Regions from separate parts of the Mus musculus genome. Here region 2 is linked to region 1. Evidence: chromatin contacts called from public Hi-C data. All regions are on one chromosome and are shown on one strand. The core of a region is the stretch at or near the end of the contact, and the rest is flanking DNA. Distances in the headings are between cores, read along the strand shown.

Region 1 (2,700 bases), core at 52-2,551:
GTCTTATCTGAGTACCAGACTCAAAGCTCTACAGAAACTAGGATGCCCTGCTAGGGTTGCCAGAAGAAAACACAGCAAAGCAAGGGTGATTTGGGCAAGTTAAAGGGAAAATGTCCCTTTATTACATATCGGTTTCTCATGACTTACTGGAGAAATAATCTTTGAGTGTACTATACCATAACCAAATGATTTAACCATATTACGTGTTCCTGGTGTGCAAATCGCAAAAGAAAGCGAATCTTCTGTTCATTTCCTGCCTCTGATCCTAAGACCTTGCAGAGGCCCAGGAAGCCCCCAGGTCCCCTTGCATGGGAGCTAGCCAACCCTCTGAACCTGGCCTGGGAGTCACAGTGCTCTGCCTGTCTGGGTGTTCCCACGCTCAGTCCGGGTGAAGAGGCCGCAGCGACCCCAAGGGGCTTGATCACGCGGCCACGCCCCGGCCTACCCTCCTCTCCTGGTCCCGGCTTCGGAGCGTGGGAGAGGAGACCGGAGGATGCGCACCACGACCCTGCTGGGAGCAGCCAGGGAAGCGGGCGGGCGCGGGCTCGGTGCCAACGCGCGGCCCTGGGAGCGGGGCTGTTCACTTACTTGATGTCTTCCCACACCTCGGGACCATAATTGCGGATCACCAGCAGCTCCAGGGCATGGTTCACGAAACCGTACTGAAGGGCAGAGAGAGAGACCGTGGTCAAGGACCCGCGCCTTGCAACCCGGTCTTCCACCCGGTGCCTCTGACCTGTCATTCGCCTTCAGGATAAGCTTTCGGGTACCCTATTCTAAAAGGGGGGACTCTGCGGGATCTTTGAATTCTCGTCGTCCCTTTCCCCTCCCCCATCTTCTTACCCCTGCTCACCTGTCACCGTGGTGCAACAGGGGTAGCTCAGGAACCTGAGCCCTGAGCTTCCCACACCACCCTGCCCGTGGAACCCAGAATCCCCAGAAGTTGGAGGCTGGGGTTGAGTGGTGGGGACCCAACCAGACCCAGAGACTCGGAGCACTCCAGCAGATCATATGTCCCCACCTCCCACCAAAAGCGCTGTTCCTCGCGGCCCTCCGCTCTGTGTGCCCTGGGGCTTGTTTCTGCATCTCAGCCAGCTCTCTAGCCAGTCAAGGTCCACCCGCTCAGGTGTGATGTTCCGCTGACCATCCTGACAGCACTCACCATGGTGTCCGCGCCCGGAGCCTAGGAAGCAGCTTCCAGGCAAGAGTACCGCGGAAGGGACCCAGACAGCGACTACAGCGGCGACAGTGCTCCCAGACCAGCACAGAGCTGAAGCTAGGGCATCAGTCTCGGCCAACTCTGATTGCCACCTCTTCTCAGCCAATGACGAGTGGAGCCGCAGGAGGCTGGGCGCTGTTTCTTCCCATATCTTAGCCAATCAGTGACAGAGGAGGGAATTCAGATGGGCTCAGAGCTACTGTGCTCAAACATTTTCCCGCCCCAGTCTGGTGACAAGTCATTTCTTTTGAGGCCTTAAGGCAGATAGAACAGAACCAGCTGTGCTCCTTCCAGCATGGATGGGGTATTGTCATTGTCATCCTCGTACATCTGTTCTAATGTCCTAGAGCTTGGGCGTGTGTGTGTGTGTGTGTGTGTGTGTGTGTGTGTGTGTGTGTGCGCGCGCGCGCGCCCAGTGTTGATTAACATCGTCATGTTTTTTGTAGTTATGCACATAAACATTTCCTCTGTTGCTTTACCTAGCAACAGCTGGCAAACATAGCTAATCCTACAAAATTAACATTTTTACTTTTAGTCAATTAAGTTAATAATCAAGTGCACAAACTAAGATGTTTTGTAATATACAAGAGGTTTAGCAACTGCATTAGACTTTTTGCCATTGAGACAAAATACCTGACATTAACCAGCAGAATTCATGTTTTTGCCTGTGGTTTTTAGAGATCCATCGTTTTTTGTTTTTGTTTTCGCTTTTTTTTTTGTCTCCGTTGCTTTGGGGCGTGTGGAACAGCCCAACTCCATGGTGGCTGAGAGAATGGCCGAGGCTGTTTAGTTCATTACAGAGACACACAGGTGGGCCCAGTAGAGGCTTACAGTTCCCAAGGACACCCACAGTGGTCTACTTACAAACTCCAAAAAGGCTTCCAGAAGTTTCCAAACTGGTATTTCCCAGCTGGGGAATATGCTCTCAAGTACCTTCTCGGAGGATAGATACTTCATGTATCTTCTTGGAGGATAGATACTTCATGTGCAAACATAATTGTGAGCAAAACGTTAAGCCATCTTGTCTGTGAACTTTACAGGACAGGCCATATTACAACCCAGGAGTTAGAATTCCAGAAGTTTTAGATTTGTCTTGTATTTCTGTTTTGTCTGTTTGTCTGTCTGTCCATCAGTCCACCCACCCACCCACCCATCCATCCATCCATCCATCCATCCATCCAAGGGCCCATTACAAATGTGTGAACATTTCATCCCTCTCCAGTATGTCTTTCTCCCTCCCTCCCTCCTTCCCTCCTTCCCTTTCTCCTTCCCTCTTTCTTTCTTTCTTTCTTTCTTTCTTTCTTTCTTTCTTTCTTTCTTTCTTTCTCTCTTCCTTCCTTCCTCCCCCTCTCTCTCTTTCTCTCTTCCTTCCTCTCTCTCTCTCTCTCTCTCTCTCTCTCTCTCTCTCTCTCTCTCTCCTCTTTCTTACTTTCAAGCTGTCCCTTCTGTAAGTATGCACTCATCCATAGTCCCAAAACTCA
Region 2 (2,700 bases), core at 110-2,609, 120 kb after region 1:
ATGCTTTGTCCAAGTGGGGAATTAAAAGTGAAGGGAAAGATATAAGGAGGCTGAGAGGACAGCAGAAAAAAAAAAAAAAAAAAACAGAGAGGAAAGGAGGCCATATTCTGAAAAAGAAATCTAAAAAGCAGAACAAGGAAGCCATATTAGTAAACAGGGCAAGAAAAAGTGAACTTAGGTCTGGGCATCTTCCAGCAGTCCATGTGTCTAGCACTTGGTTACCTGGGCATGCTGTTATTGAGAAATGTTGATTATGGATCATTTAATAGGTAGGGTCTAATAAGAGGCCTACTTTTGGGGATCATGTTTTGGTAAGGCCCATCTAAGGTTCTGCTGATACTTTACTCAAACTGATGAAAAAAAATCCATAAAGTTTTAATTGGGAAGAGAAATTCTGATGTTGGACAAGGCCATGCCAAAATAACACAAAACAAACAAACAAATACATAGTGCTATGTTTGGCCTGCCATAGACCTGGAACAAATTCAAGGGATTAGTGACTGTGACCTAGATTGGTAGGAAAGCTGCCAGTAGATTTCTCCAATAATTCTATTTACTCTGTGGTCCTCTTTTGCTTAAAGGTACATGTGGGGAATGCTAGGCAGACAGAATGCTCTGTAATGTAATGCATCAATGGGAAACACACCATCTCCTTTACCTTGTCTTATTCATTAGACATAAGTAACAGGTCTGACTGACAGACAAAGAGAAGGGGTAGGACAAGGGATGGAAAACACAGAGTCTATCAAGTCCATCTGAATTAGTGTGTGTGATCATTATAGCTCCCTTGGCTCCCTTGTGATCTTGATAAGGAGAGTTCCATGATAAGGTTAGTGAAGCTTGGCCACTAAATGACCTTATCCATTTTCCTCTCTATTAGCTCCTGGGCATGACTTTGCTGAGATGGGTGCTATAGTAACACTTGTAAGCTTTGTCGTTAGGCATATAAAAACACACACCTTCTCAGTTCTGTTCCACAGAAATTGGCAGAGCCAGGCACTCTTCCCTTCCGGCTGCAGATGATCATGATAATAGTGCAGGCCTGCATTATTACAGAGGCCTGCACTTGTCATTAAAAGCTGGCAAGGTCCAAAGCAACCAACTCTGTTGTCTCCACTCTCTAGGTATGGGTTCATTTTATCTGAAGCATGAACATACTTCATATTCAAAACCACTGTTTCTTCTCATACGCAATGTGAGATTTGAAAATAACTCTCAAGTGATTGTGCAAGGTTTCCTCAGGGCTTCAGTGAACAGGGACCAGTCAGGTGACTCAGAACTGAGAAGGGAATACACGACATTCCAGCACATTAAATGCCATGTACGTAAATAGTATGTGCAGACAACAGGGAGAAAATGCTTACTTAAGGAAGGCCTGCCCCATAAAACCAGCTAGCCATTCATTCTAGAAAGCTAAGCAAACAGGCATGGAATGGTGATAAAAGAAACGAGATTTAAAAATATGATCACTCCAAGAACATAGGGCCAATGACTGAAGTTTATCTTTCAGTATTATAGCAATCTCCGAGTAAACAAAGAAAGAAAGGCAATCACTGGGAGTTTCTATTCAGGACAGGCTAGTACTGCCATGGTCTGAATGCTCATTATCTCAGGCCATTATTTCTGGACCAACTGTGCTCAGCCATTCTGCTGCCTACTAGATCTCTGCTGCTAAGATGACAATTCTGGGACCATTGTCTTAAGATGGCCATCAAGGGGCTTCTGTTCTAAGGATCAAAGGCAATTGTGACAAACACTTGGAAAAGCTCAGACACAAGGAAAGAGTCAAAAACATGATGGAATGAGTAATGACTGGGTGACTGGGTGTCCTTGTTGTACAGACACAGCTATATACGTCATAGCTTATACATATGTAGATATATACTTAAATATGCTTGACTGAATGTTAATCTGTAAGCTCCTTTGTTCTCTCTTCACTTGTTGGCAATCAGATTTCATATTGGAGTTAATTTGATTTAATGTTGAAATATTTGTTCCTTGAAACTGAACCACTTGGCCCTAAGTCCTAATAGTGAAAATTCTTTATCCTCTCAGGCTTTGTTTTATATGTCGAAAGATTGCTGTGGTAAGCAAAGAAGCTAACACATATCAAATGGCACTACAACATCTGGCCACTATTAAAGATACTATACTATTCATTATTTTTGTCTGAATACTGTTCCATTTTTATTAAAGTGTCATAATCTGAATAACAAATCTCGAAATATTATACACATGTGAACACGTCTGTTTTAATTCTTACAAAACGTACTAGACTCTTTCAGAATATATATTTAAGTCCAGCACATTAACTACTTGAAGTGCTTTAATATTAGAAAAGAAAACCTGTAAATGAAATTCATTTGCTCTCAATTGAAAAGAGTTATTAATTTTAAGGATAAAGTCATAAAATTATTTGAATACATGGATATATAATTTGTCACCTTAACGTTTTAGTGGTATCAAACTTTCAAGAGTAAATACAAAAGAAAATATTACCAAGAGGTATCTGCACAGGTATGAATGAACAATCTACCGAGTCTTTATTCATAAAGGATTGAAGAACATGAGGCCAGGCACTATCTGGAAGTGAACGTAGACAAACACATCTCCTTTTCTGAAAGCCTTCTCCTAATTCATAATCATATGTACTCCCCACAAATTACATTACTGTAATTTTCCTAATTCATAATCATATGT

The links. A called contact is a pair of places that touch in the nucleus more often than the background predicts.
Region 2: a contact with region 1 is called in a Hi-C map of the N1E-115 cell line, with 1.9 times the contacts expected there. The contact joins the enhancer-like site here to the promoter of Gucy1b1 in region 1. A contact is called at or near these places in 8 of 484 Hi-C or Micro-C datasets (CD4 T cells, the HL-1 cell line, the N1E-115 cell line and 5 more).

The regions. Positions count from the first base shown.
Region 1 is chr3:82,073,410-82,076,109 of GRCm38.p6, forward strand. Gucy1b1 (guanylate cyclase 1, soluble, beta 1) reads right to left here and starts at 1,302. Exons shown (of 14, transcript NM_017469.4): 1 at 1,163-1,302; 2 at 589-662. The coding sequence starts at 1,165.
Region 2 is chr3:82,193,397-82,196,096 of GRCm38.p6, forward strand. All of the region lies in intron 2 of Gm29921 (a long non-coding RNA gene), which reads right to left. Among named protein-coding and RNA genes, the nearest start is that of Gm29921, 42 kb to the right of the region's middle. Within about 2 kb of position 1,360, at least 5 of the 459 cell types and tissues checked have an H3K27ac peak or open chromatin away from gene starts, as enhancers often do. A contact at or near this core is called in the N1E-115 cell line and cortical neurons, where this site is marked.